3 separate regions of the Hordeum vulgare genome follow, and regions 1 and 3 are each linked to region 2. Evidence: chromatin contacts called from public Hi-C data. All regions are on one chromosome and are shown on one strand. The core of a region is the stretch at or near the end of the contact, and the rest is flanking DNA. Distances in the headings are between cores, read along the strand shown.

Region 1 (4,830 bases), core at 1,524-4,023, 560 kb before region 2:
TAATAAATACTCACACCTCATCAACATGTTCAACATCACAGGTATAATAATGGTAATTAAGGATCTGAACATCATATCTTTCACCAAGTAAACCAACTAGCATAAACTACAAGATGTAATCAACACTACTAGTAACCCACATGTACCAATTTGAGGTTTTGAGACAATTGTTGAATACAAGAGATGAAATAGGATTTGGAGATGAAATGGTGCTGGTGTAGATGTTGATGAAGATTGATCCTCCCATGAAGGAGGAAGCATTGGTGATGCTGACGGCTTCGATTTCCCCCTCCCGGAGGGAAGTTTTCCTCGCAAAATCTCTCTACCGGAGAGCAAAAGGACCTCTGCCCAGGTTTCCGCCTCGAGACGGTGACGCTTCCTCCCGAAAGTATTCTTATGAATTTTCTAGGGTAAAACAAATCATATAGGAGAAGTGGGGCGTCGGGAGACCCGCTGGGCCCCCACAAGGCAACAGGGCGCGACCACGGGGTTAAGTGCGTCTTATTGGCTTGTGGCGACCAGGTGGCCCTCCTCTAGTATAATTTTGGCCCGATAATTCTTAAATATTCCATAAAAATTCTCCATGAAGTTTAAGTTCATTTGTAGTCCAGTGTTTTTTCAACCTTTTTCTTGGTTTTCACGTCCGGAATTCCAATTTCTAGCAATTTCCCTCTTTGTGATGTACCTTACGTATTCAAAGATAAAAGACATAAAAATTGTATTGTAATGAGGAATAATGGACAAGAATATCATAATATCAATACAAATTCATGATGAAAAATGAACGTATCAGCGCCCAACCCAGAGGGCCGCTGCCGCTCGCCCCCATCACGCGCAGGATCCCGAGCGGTTCCATGGCCAGCACGAGTGCCGACGGGCGCTACCCCGCCCCCGGTGCAATCTGCAGGAGGGTGGCAGGGTTCCCTTCTATGTAGCATGAATGTGTAAATAGATTAAGAAAAATGTTGATATTGATTTGTGTAAATATGATCTATAAAGAATGTTGTATCTACAATTTTTTTATGGTGAGGTGTCTTCAAACCAGTTATAGTAGATTTGTTGTGTAAATCTATCTATAAAGAATGTCATGGAAAATGTTTATGTGTTTAGGTATCCTGTGAGATTTTAATTAAAGAAATTATTTGTTGTCTTTAGATTAATTCGACTCACGACAAAGATGGTGTTTTGACTCAAGGCGAAGATCTGCTTTGCCGTGTGTTACTGAGATTGGATAACGGTAAAATCTTTACCATCCACTCGATGAAAAGGTGAGAACAAAGTACCCTTTGCTGACGGCAGAATCCTGACCGTCTGTTTTCTCGTCTTTGCCGTCTGGTCTTTTCGTGTAGTGTTTGGAGCGCCAAGAGGCACACATCCTAACACGTTATTAGCATTAATTATGCTTGGCTATGTAATGTTCTTCATCAACGCAACCGTTCATTACCTTGTAACATGAGGAGACAAGGTGTGGACACACTCTATATCAGCCATCCCGTAGCTTTGATACATGGGTTTGTTATCCTTTGTAACATTGAGACCCAAGAGAAAACATAGCCGGCATGAGACGTAGGGTTGTTACCTTCTGTGTGAGAAGTCTGAACTCGTAAAATCTTTGTGTCACATTTGCGTCATTGTTAGATCCAGCCCTTCTTCGTACCCCTAGTACTCATTGTCATGTTCATTTCCACGACACAAATCATGCTCTTCGAACGTATTTGAAGTGGTATGTATTGCAAGTAATGTACCTATATTCGGACTAGATCATAAGTTTATTTTTTATGCATCTATTAAAATAATCATCAGAACTAATCCTAAGAGATGAATGAAGAAGATTAACTTATTTGTTAGCCATTTTCACAAGAAGATTGGCTAAATAATGATAATTATACCTTTAGTTTGAGCTGAATAAATTTTTTTGCGTGAAAAATGCAGCTAGATACTCCGTGGACTCGGTGCCATCAATCTTGTGCTTTATAAGTTCGAAAACAATGCATTCCAGACTTCAGTTAATTGGAGAGGTGTCGGTGAAATTGCGCATCAACCTTAAGCTAGCTGAATTTGCGGGTGGCCGACAGACATGTCTTATGAACTTTGTGGTTGTCAAAACCGATCCAGTCAGTGGTGGCATTACATCGAGTGGTGCTTTGACTCGATGTGATAATGCCTTCTGTAATTGTCAAATGGTGACACAAAATCTTATCTTGTCTCATACAGTACAGTAACTTGTATCATGTGTGGGATGACATGTGCACACATCGATCCGCACGCAGATGATCAGTTGATCACATGATCCATCTTGTTGGGCAAAGTCTAGAAAAGGGCAATGCATGACATGAGGTGATGAGCGCCGTGGACCAGCGTGTCCACTGTCCAGGCTTTGTTCCGTCCGTATAGATAGATAGATCGTGGCGTCACGGACGCTCCTACTTGCACAACAATTATGCATGCACCGCACAAAGCATGTGGTCGAGGCCGGCCCCGCCATTCATACGGATACATCATGCATGTGAGCGTCGCTTGTCGACAGGATTTGTACGCCTTCGTTCATTCATTAATAGCTGTAGCGCTCGTCGCACTCGCCGCGAAAACTACAGCAGGCGGAATGCGATACATGCACGGCACTCCTTGACGCGAAACGACAACAAAGTACACGTATTCCTTCCTCTCCCGTTTACATCTTTGTTTTGGCTTTTCCAGTAGGATATGCACCCGGCAGGCGTGCTGTTCTCGTAGCCAAGCGAGAGGAGGTGGTGCTGTTCTCGTAGGCCCCATCCCACTCGACAATATCATGTGACTCTTTTCGTTTTCGATATATGTGCGTGGGATCCACCATCCCAGATCAGTCTTCTCTCCGTTCGAGTGGCCTATAGGTTTGCAGGTGCGCGTGTGACGGTGTGAGGCGCTTCTGGGTATGATAGGGTAGTATGATGCACATTTGCAAATATTATTGTATGATATTATTTTTGTAATTTGTAATATCATAAGGATATTCATAGTGAGAAGTACCTGTTGATTAATTAGGCACAATTTTCATGATTAGTTCCAAAATATAAAGCATGATGATACTATCTACTAACATGTGAAACTCTAACATATTAGATGAAGTAGACAACATAAATAGCAGCAACACAGTATAGCAAAACATGCACGCATCTAACATGTTCATCAGGCCAACGGAAACACGACGCACGTACCGAACGTTTGCAGATGAAGCAAATGTGTTTGGTGCAACTATGTTGTTGACGACGACGTTGGCGATGACGGGCCGAAGTAGACGGCGCTTGAGGCGGCGGTACGCAACACCGCCCGACTTGCTAGGTAGACTACCCGTTGTGAAAGCAGCGAGCAGTCGCGCAGAGCGCTTCCCAAAAACCTAATTCGCCCTCTCCCGTACATGATCAGAAAGGTGCCTGGTTCCGAGACCTGCTCTCCCGTTCGCCGGTGGACGCCAGCGCTCGGGATGGAATAGACTACGGTGACGGCACAAGGAACGAGGAGTGGCAAAACCCTAGATTGGTTTCTGTGTGTGTACAGCGCCCACGGCATGTGCCTTTTTATACTGCGGTTCGGAAAAACCCTAACGGGTGCGACGTGGCCCACGCCGCACATCCGAGTCGGTTGCAGCACACGATTCGGGAGCGACCCGAACCGGCCCAGCCGTGACGCGTCCGTCACGACTACGAATTCAGTTTTCCAAAACAGGACAATAAAGAGAAATGTTGTCTCGGCTCGAGGCCCGAATTCACGAATCGCGACGTGTCGAGTCGAGACGAGCGAGCGGCGGAGGAGGAGTGCGCGAAAGGCTCTCCTCTTCTCACTCACTTACAAGTGCTACAACACTCCACCTTATAAGGTGGTGTACATCTCCTCCAACTTTCCATGGGTGACTAAACTTTCCATTCCCATCACTTGCTTGTACACATGGGCCACTTTAAGATTTCAGGATTTGCTAGTTGGGTGCCCCAAATATGGGCCCAAATTCTAACAATTCCTCACCAGACCTCAAATGCCCATTTGGAGATTTTGTCACACCTCGCGTCTTGTTTATATACCAGTGTTTCAGCAGAGACCGTTAAGTTGAAGTTCCGCCTAGAACCTTGAGCTACGTCTATCGGCAACTTGAACAATGGACGAACCTTGAATTACAAGTTTGGTGCTTTTAGATTTCACTCAAAATCATAACTAGTACTTGGCTGCGAGTAGGCTACCCCGCGGGTGTAGCATATACGTCATACTACTTGGTCTCCTCATGAGTTAGAGATCACCCAAATCTCATAGACTCTGACGTTTTAACAGTCAGACTCATATAGGTGTGTTCTTTCAAGGGCGCTTTGTAGGATAGCACCTTTGCTACGAATAGCCAACATAAACACATTAAGGCATGTTGCCAACCTGCCATACAGCTCTTTAAGAGTTATGCATCTTCACTTAGAGAGGGTTTACAAAATACTCTCCTCACTTAAACCACTAGCTTGTTCTTCCCAGGTCCTAATTCACGGGATCTCCGATCACATAGGTTGGGTTACCACTAGGGTATAATACTCACGGGTCTCATACCCATCTCCTTCGATGCACTTTCTATCACATTACGTGATAGTCCCTTCGTAAAGGGATCTACCAGGTTTTTGTCTGTTTGAATATACGTAACAGTAATTAATTACTCCGGAGTTTCTCAATTTCCTGACATACTTCAAACGTCTTTTAACGTGTCTTGATGACTTCACATTATCATTAGAACTGGTCACCTTGGCAATCACCGTTTGATTGTCACAATTCATGAGGATGGCCGGTAATGGTTTTTCAACCACCGGCAAGTCCATCAAGAGCTCA
Region 2 (4,524 bases), core at 379-2,878:
AGTTTTCTGTGCGAAGTGCTTACAGACTCACACACGGTCAGAATGATGCCTTTGTTGTTGATGCGTCAAGCATGAACCCTGCTGGTATGCGCACTTCGTGGAACCTTATTTGTCAGTCTGCGATCCCCCAAAAGATGAAGATCACTGCGTGGCGTTGCACCATCGATACTCTGGCTACACCGCAGTGCAAAAAATTCATACACAGATCGTCTTGTCCGCTTTGTGGTATCGCAGAGGAGGACTCGTTCCATGCCCTAATTGTTTGCACGCACGACATGATCTTATGGCTGAATATGCGGTGTCGATGGCCACTCCCCGGCGACGATCTTCTCAATTTTTATGGAACGGAGTGGCTTGTCACCCTGCTATCCAAGTGTTCTACACCAGTCCGGGACATGTTGATCCTCCTGCTTTGGCGTATCTGGCAAACACGGAACGATATGGCTCATGGGAAGGAGACTGCACCCGTCCTGGCCACGGTGGAATACTTCGACAGCTACTACAAGTCGATCGTCCTGGCTGGGTGATTCTCTACGCAGGAAATCCCGAAAGGAAATATGCCCTCGTCGGCGGCTGCGGAAATAGTCCGGTCTTTGCCTACTGTTGCTGCTCCATGGCCGGACCCGTCGGCTGGCTTGCTTGTGTTGTGTGTCGATGGCTCCTTCCTGAAGGATGATGGGACGGCGGCGGCGAGCATGATCATCAGAAACGAGAAGGGGGAAGTGTTGTTGCCGGCCTATCATTATCTCTTCCATTGCAACGACCCGCTGAAGGCCGAACTGCATGCGATCATGCTGGGTATGACCCTTGCCGTTCAACACTTCGCTTCTTCAGTGGTGCTGGAGTTGGATTCTTCCGAAGCTCTCTCGAGTCTTACTAATGATACGCTTCTCCGCTCGCCCTATGGCCATCTGGTGCTAGAGATCAAAGCTCTTCTTGGTGATAGGGAGTTTTATCCGTTGAAAATCAATCGCTCTCAAAATAGAGTTGCCGATTGGTTGGCTAAATATAGCCGCTGTGAACGTGCCATTGTTGTGTGGCTGGATTAAGGAGCTGTTCGGCAAGCCTTCAGCTCCGTCAAATCTGAGAATCTGGGAAGTACCTCTTTCCCCACTCTGCGTTTTTTAACTGCCGCTCCTCCAACTCCGAGAGTGGAAACGCGGAGCGGATGACATCCGAATAGGCCTTAAGTTTCACCGTGTATTGAAGAGTTTTGGCCTCTCGACTATAACTCTGTTTCCTTGAAATAAAATTTCCTTTACCCCGACAAATAAAAAAGAACATGTGTCAATATATACAGAAAATCTAGGATACGTTATTTTATTAACCATGATCTAGGGATGCTATGTCAACAGATCTCTCCTCATATGTCTTTTCAAGTGTTCCTGATCGTGCTCTACGTCTGGATTGATTCGTGCACTGGTCGGAAAAGGCCTTTGGTTCTGGTAACACGGGATGCTCGGTAGCGCGCGAGGGACGATTATCTTTTGTTTGATACCTGGAATAGACAACTCGGCGCAGGTTCCCCCTCATGGTATGGTTGAAATGCTTGACAGCGATGGGTTCGACATTCATCACTCATCACGAGATCACAAGAATGGAATCGTCCGTCCGGCCGGCCCCGTAGGTAGCCAGGGCATAGATGCTTTCGGCCACTTGAGTGTACTTCTCGTTTAGGCATAAGCACGAGATATATATGCATTCTCCCGCCACCTTTAACCACCTGAAGATGCGTTGCGTTCGTCGAGTATAATCGGTGTTGCTTTTGCTCGGATCGGTGTTGGGCACCGGCATCTTGGTTTGACGCTTTGGGAGGTGAGAAAAGAAAAAGAAGATGGGCGATCAGCTGGTCGGTTACGGTAAAGCGTGCGATTTCTCCGGTTGGATGAAGATGGACGGCATCCGAATAGTTATCCGAACGGAATCGGTTTGCCGTATGATACGGCTGTCGGTCGGCTTGCGCCAAGCTCATGATCGATCGGCACGACGAAAACAAAAGGTTCTCTCTCCCTCAAGAGAAGAGAAGAAAAGAGAGGAGAAGAGAAGAGGTGGTGTGTTCCGTTGTCCATGGGATCGGATTGATGGCTTCGTTGTAGCTAAGGCTTGACGTACGAATACGATCGCTGCAAAAGCAATTGCTTGCTTTGTGCCCGCGCGCGTCCATGTCATGAGCATCGATTCGCGATGGGAAAAGAAGAGGGAAAGAAAGGAGCCGAGTCGTATGGGGCATGTGCCGGTCTGAAGCGCGAGACACGGACACGGCGTGCGAAGCGAATCCGCGCAGGACGCCAGGAATCAATCAACCGACGACGCGCGCGTATGATGTGAGTCGACGCGGCACGAGTGGAGTTTCGTGACTGTGTGCCCACAATTATAGGCCCCTCTCCTCTCCTCTCCTTGTCGTAAAGGGATGGAAAAGGACCCCGACGTGAGTGGTCTTTATTCAGGCCTTGCTTGTTGTCGTTGAGTTGAGCCCATGAAATGAAATGAGAACTCGGGACCGAAAAGCAACCAACAAGGAAAAAGGTATTGGTGGGAGCAGCCCCGCCCGTGATCGATGCCCGTTCGTTCCCCCCTTCCGACTAAAACAAGCAAACTAATCTGGGTTTTGGGCCAAAAGTTGCTACAAAAGCGGCGATTATTATGTTGCCGGGAACGATGATAGATCTCGATCGTGTTCTCGCCACCACTACCACTAGGAGCATTTGCATGATTCCGTCATTGTTCAGACTCGTGCGCTGATGCCCCCCACTTTATTACGTACAAATAAATGAATGAAAAGCAGCGGTATATGGCATGTCCGAGACTTGATGCCGCCAAAAGATGGGATGCCGCCCTGTCTGTCACCACTCACCACCCATCATCATCAACCGCAACACTAGCAGTAGCACCACACCACACCACCGTGATCTTTGCGTTGCATCGCATGCCCGCCTCTCTTTGCTTTGTTGCTGGAAATAATCATCTTTCTATCTGCCTACCAACCTAATACTGAGCTATCTGACCGTCTAATGAATAACAATGATGATGGATAGATCGCGCATTATGCTATGGTGCGGAGCTACGGATGCATCCTTTCCATTCCATTTGGGAGGAACTCGATTCCCTCGCCTTTTCCTTTACCCACTGGCGCCCCTGATTATGATGGGGTTGAAGCTAAGCAGTAGTAAAAAGTGGAGGGAACAAAAGAGTCCATGGATGGGCAGGCTCCATCCTTGAGCTTCTGTGCTGTTGCTGACAGGCAGCGGCGTCGCGTCGGGCAGGCCAGCTTCCGGGAAAGATGCAAAAGCGGTGCACGCGTACGAGTGCCACCATTGGCCCGTCAGGCTGTGATCCTCTGCCTTGCATGTGTGTTTGCCGCTACTGTTGACCCAACACTGTCCTGCCTCTCGTCTCTCTCTCTCGTGATGATCGCTTCTCAGTGGAGCTACTAGTACATCTACATGGGAGGATAGGGCTAGCGTATCTTTTCCGCCTTTCCTTTGTCATGAAAAGCTTGATGAAGCTCCAGTGCCCGGCTGGCTGGCTGGGTCTGAAACCCGTTGACAAAAAAGATAAGGAAACCTCCTCTTGGAATGTGCAAATGAAAGTGATGTGCGTTGAGAACGATATTTTTGTGATAAGCTGATAATATTATGTTGTAAAAGATTTACACGCTCGCTTAACGTTCACCTGTGTGAATGTGAGATCGACAAAGATATCTACTTATAATAGATTTGCGCTCCTTGTTACACAATGAGAAACAAAATATGAAGGCTTGGAGCCGAGGCTAACCTAGACGAGTGTGTGTGCCGTCGGCCCTATAGACACGTATTCAGGTTCTTCATTGTTCATGGCGCGATGGGCTCATGTAGGCCCGACAACGCGAATGACCTTCGTATTTATGTTTTGGGCTGTGAATGGCCCCGATCCATCATGTCTTTCCATCTCTTTCCTTTTTCCTTTTCTCTTTTTCGATTAGAACAGATATACCACAAAAACTACATCTCGCTTTAAGCGAGACCGTACGGCTGTCTCGCGCCAAGGTAAACAGTATCGGGCCAGCCTATTTAACATGCGCAGATTGAGAAAACAACACAGAGTAGAGTTTAGAGTTCTACAACACACTCACAAATACACGACATGATAATTATTCATACATAATGATATTCCCTAGCTTCTTTGCGCCGGTAGTAACCCAAAGTTTAGCCTCTTCTAAGATGTTGGTTAGGAGGATCCTCGATGGTGCGCTTTTGTGGCGGAATACACATGTGTTTCTCTCATTCCAAATGGTTTAGAAGACGAGTATGGTGAGGAAAGCCATTGCTTGTCGGTTAGGGTTGTGGTCATTGGTACTTTTTTGCCACGAAACGTTAACGGTTTCATCCAAGTGCCATTCGGAGGTGTCTATGTGTGCGAGTCCAAGCTTTTATATGATTGATCTCCATAGCGTGAGCGTGTAGCAACACTTGAAGAAGAGATGTATCCCCGTTTCTCGTTCCCTTTTGCAAAGCGGGCAAAGGCCACCGTTTTGCCAACAACGCT
Region 3 (4,460 bases), core at 29-2,528, 700 kb before region 2:
TCGTGCCATCCATGTCCGAAAGTAAGTAACATGGGCAAGTTGATCGAGCCAGCTGAGGCCAGCTGACTTCCCTATCGCAAGCCGTTTCGGAGAAGGCCCCGTTGCTTCGACGCGCGCAAGCTTGAATCACGAGAGCAGGACATGCAGCGACGCGTTCTTGGCGGTCGCGCACAAAGGGCAAGTGTCGACGGCGGCGTCGCACGCGCTGCAGAGGCACAGGTGCCTGCACGGCAGCAGCAACACGCACGACTCGCCCTCGCCGCAAGCCCTGCACGCCACCGCCGACGCCTTGGATCCTGCGGCGTGGTCGCCGGCGGGGGTCTCGAAACAGCAGGACCGCGCGTCCTCGGCGTCGCCCTCTCCATCCGCTCCGGCGGAGTTGACGGCAGCGCAAGGCGATTGCAGGACCTGGTCGAGTGTAGCTTGGAGGCCGGCGGCGACTGCTTCGTGGCTCTTGGCGACGCGTATCCACGCCTGACCCTCGGCGCAAATCTGGCTGAGCCTCTCTGACAGTTTGGCGTTGCGGCAGCGCGCCAGCTCCAGTGCGGCCTCCGCGGCCCGCAGCCGCCTCCCTGCAGCACGCTCCGCCGCCGATACCAGCGCCCTGACGTGCTGCCGTCGCGCCTCCTCCAGCCCCGCGCGCATGCGGTCGGTCTGCACAACGTCCATCAGAATCAGGCACCAAGAATCAAAACGCCGCGCGATCAAACCAAGAACTAGCTAGAGTTCCCATGAACAAAATCGTACGTAGTACGTACCTCGAGTCGTAGGACTGCATCGATCTCCATGCCCTGGCGGTACATCTGAGAGAGCAGGTCCTGCGGCGGGCCGGCGGCATTGATCATCCTCCCGCTGGTGGACGCCGCGTCGGAGCCCACCGCCCTGGTCAGCACATCACCGACGGCGACGGGCACAAGCCCCTGCCCGCGCTGATCTTCCAAGTATGAAGGCGCCTCCGGGACGACGCGCGGCCGCTTCCTCTGCGCAAAACCGTGGGCGCGGGCGCTGTCGTGCCAGGTGAGATCGACGCGCGGAACGTTGGCGAACACCGTGTTCCCAACACCCTCCAACTCCGGCCCGCGCTTGAGGTTCTCGGGAAAGAGGAGGGAGCCGGCCGTCAGGTCATCCTCCAGAGCACTAATGCTGTTGTAGGCGTGGAGGTCGTGGGGGAAGGCGTGGGAGAGATGTTGCGCCTGCACGGCCATGGCCAACTACTACGGCGTGCGAAGAGAGAGAGGACAGGGAAACGGATGGGGAGACGGTCGTGGGCTTGGAGGGAGGGAGGGAGGTTTTATATACGCGTCCGCGTTTGCGGTTGGGGAAAGAGGCATGAGTTGAAGCGGCAGGGCACTCTGGTGGGAGGACACGTGACGCCACTGCACCTGCACGTTGGGCAACTGACCCGCGAAATAATGGATGGACGATCCATCCATGCAGACGCAGATGGAGGACGGGGCCGTCCGTCCCAAAGATGAAGACCACCTAGAGAGACGGTGGAGTAATTTGTTTGCGGTCAAAAGTCCAAACAGATTGCGTGATGCGATCCCAACGTACGGCTGCTGCTAAAAAAGAAAAGATCCCAGGGGAGACGCGCAAATCAAAGCTCGCGGGGCCGGATAACAGCTGAATTCAATAAATGGGGGCAGGTTGGCGGTGGCATCAGGCTAGCTACACATCCTGTGGAAACGCCAAGCGAGTGATCAAGAATTCAAGACGCGCCCTGCAGAACCGGATCTAGATAGCAGCCTGGTCCTGGTCCTGCTGATCACGGAAAGAGCGCAGGGTAGTGGTGGTCGCCCTCGTGCATCTCTGACGGAGCGCTGCCCCTGCCCTGCCCTGCCCTGCCCTGATTGATCTGGGTCCAGGCGACGGGGCACGTACTCTACTGGACTAGTTAATGTTGAGCACCAATCAAGCAGGCAGGCACATGCAAACAAGGAGCTTATTTGGCTTGGCACACACATGACACATCGCCAAACCAGCTAATCGAGCGGCGTCGGCAGCCACGATCCACAGTACCACTGCCAGAGTGGTAGCAGCACTCCAACCTGCCAGTCAGCCAGGGCCGGCCACGGGCCGCTCGTGGCGGCCATGAAAGCTGGAAGTAACAGCCACCCGCCCGTAAAGGCGCCGCACCGACCGACCATTCTGCGGGACGCACCTGCATGCACGGCACCTCCGGTGCTGCCGCGGCACGGAGCACCACCAACAGCAAGGGTCCATATATACGTACTCCTACTACTACAGTAGGCTTGATCGCGTCTCACGCCGGCCACGACGCTTGTGGGCCAGTTTCCCAACTCACCAGCCACCCTCCCTCTCTCTCTCTCTCCCCTCCGGCACCAAACCGGTACTGTTGGGAATCATGCAGACGGTGCTGCCACGCCGGTGACGATGATTATAACGCGATACTAGCATAGTACAGTGCACGACTCTACACCCTCAGACTGTGCGCGCTATAGCGTAGTACTGGGCGCTGGGCACATCGACATCGAGATCTCCCGTACGTCCCCGTGCATGCACACCTAGCCAGTTTATTAGAGCATCTATAATCCGGACTATTTGTACGTTTCTTCAACCCGAGGCCAAATTCACAGTTTTTATCTTTTTTTGAAGTTCATCAGGATCTGACTCCGGTTGGAAAAGAAATCGGATCTGACCATTTTGCTATCGTCAGAGCCCACAACCTACCACTAAGGCCTCTGACGGTAAAATTGCACGCCTAGGGTAAAAAATGGCTAACTTGCGGGTTGAGTGCGCGCGAGTGTCTACAGCCGGACCCCTTGACGGTAGGGTCACAGCGCTACCGCCAGACACCCTGACGGTAAGCCGTTTTCCTACCGCCAGGGACCTCGGCGATAGGTTGTTATACTATACCGTCAAGGTATCCGGCGTTAGCAAAAGGGTCAGTTTCAAAAAAAATCAAACCAAGGTCAAATCCGGCTTAACTTTCGCAAAAAGGTCAAAACAGTAAAACTTGTCCCAACCCGAACCCCTCATACCTTTTTCGTTTGGTCACCCCGCCCGCTTATTGATCGGTCATAAAAAATTGACCCAACCATCTGTCAGCGTTCCGAGTGTCAATACACACGACTCTAAAGATGATGAGAAGAAGCAACGGGAAGCCAGCTAACCGAGTCGTGGGCCAACAGGCCGGCCCACTCGTGATCGCAAGACTTTCCAGCGGCTTGCAAACCCATACTAGATCCACTAAGACGGGTGTAACGGTATCCTGTTACTTAAGCATTCATCAAGCTAGAGAACGGTGGTTGGCGACGGGTGGCTTCGACGAGGACACAGAGAAGCGTATGTAGAGAGCATTGCTGTGTAGGTAGTTAGATGGACACCTAAGACTTCTCTAGAACCCTAGATCTATCAATAATAATAGAAGAATCCTTACATCTTGTACACAGAGCTTTTTGATCGATTCTACGCTACATTTACGCTACGCGATTCAAGCTACAGCAGTAGAGAGTCACCATCGACAAGTTGTGTTCGAAAGGGCAACAGATCTAGGAACTTCTCCGAGCGGACTTCGCTGAGGCGCTAGACCACAAGTTCAAGGCGGAAGGCGAGGAGATTATCCAGTCTATTAGTCAAATGCTCAAGGACACCACCGCGGCCCTCGACGGCCTCATCTTCATGCGGATAGATGGCGCTAGGGCCGAGGTCAACCTCAACATCGAGAACATCCTGGCGGAGCTTGAGCGATGCGGCAAGGACGAGAACGCATGCAAGCAAGCGAGTTCATCGGCTGACAAGGAGGTTGGGGGCGGTCGCGAGTAACTCGTGGCGAATCCCCTTGGCTTCGACAAATTCCGTCGGGGGAAGGCACATCATGTTTATGTGCCTTCTTTGGTTAGAGGTGCGCGTGATTCTGGCTCTTCCCCTGAACTTTTTCCCTCGTGAGCTTGCTGTTTCCCGATGTGTCCCACGCGTATGGATCTGTTCCTCATGCGGAATTGCCCCATTTCGACGGCATGAATCCGCCGCCTTGGCAATCTCGTTGCGAGGATTACTTCAAGCTTTGGGGCACTCCCGCGGCAAGCTGGATCTTGTTCGCCACTTCCCAGATTGAAGGCGCATCAGCGCGATGGTTGGAAGTAGTGCAACGCAGATCACCAAATCTGTTTTGGCCAGAGTTCTGTCAGCTCCTGATGAACAGATTCAGTCGCAAACAACAACAAACACTCGTAAGGTACGCATTTTGCATTGCGCAGGAGTCAACTGTGGTTGATTATGTGGAACGATTTGCTGAATTATATGACCAACCGTCTCCTTATGAAGAAATGCATGATAGTTTGTACTACAATACTCGGTTCATGAATGGCCTCAAGCCACGGGTGCGCATGTCTCTTGCACTACAGAAGCCACAAGATCTAGATACTGGATATGACAAAGCCTTGCTCCATGAATAATTGAGTGATACAAGTTCGCTGGGTTTTCCTTCCAAGATAAAT

What was found. Hi-C and Micro-C count contacts between places; a contact is called where the count stands out from the background.
Region 1: a Hi-C map of seedling shows a contact between it and region 2, with 5 times the contacts expected there. The contact joins two enhancer-like sites. A contact is called at or near these places in 2 of 6 Hi-C or Micro-C datasets (leaf and seedling).
Region 3: a contact with region 2 is called in a Hi-C map of seedling, with 3 times the contacts expected there. The contact joins the promoter of LOC123426603 here to the enhancer-like site in region 2. A contact is called at or near these places in 1 of 6 Hi-C or Micro-C datasets (seedling) and 1 of 1 datasets of contacts at active chromatin or transcription factors (embryo).

Annotation. Positions count from the first base shown.
Region 1 is chr2H:450,800,759-450,805,588 of MorexV3_pseudomolecules_assembly, reverse strand. No RefSeq gene overlaps it. Among protein-coding and RNA genes, the nearest start is that of LOC123426603, 140 kb to the left of the region's middle. Within about 2 kb of position 2,773, at least 3 of the 3 cell types and tissues checked have open chromatin away from gene starts, as enhancers often do. A contact at or near this core is called in leaf and seedling, where this site is marked.
Region 2 is chr2H:450,240,990-450,245,513 of MorexV3_pseudomolecules_assembly, reverse strand. No RefSeq gene overlaps it. Among protein-coding and RNA genes, the nearest start is that of LOC123426601, 97 kb to the right of the region's middle. Within about 2 kb of position 1,628, at least 3 of the 3 cell types and tissues checked have open chromatin away from gene starts, as enhancers often do. A contact at or near this core is called in leaf and seedling, where this site is marked.
Region 3 is chr2H:450,941,982-450,946,441 of MorexV3_pseudomolecules_assembly, reverse strand. LOC123426603 (probable BOI-related E3 ubiquitin-protein ligase 3) reads right to left here and starts at 1,278. Exons shown (of 2, transcript XM_045110466.1): 1 at 759-1,278; 2 at 1-654. The coding sequence starts at 1,205. The coding sequence ends at 127.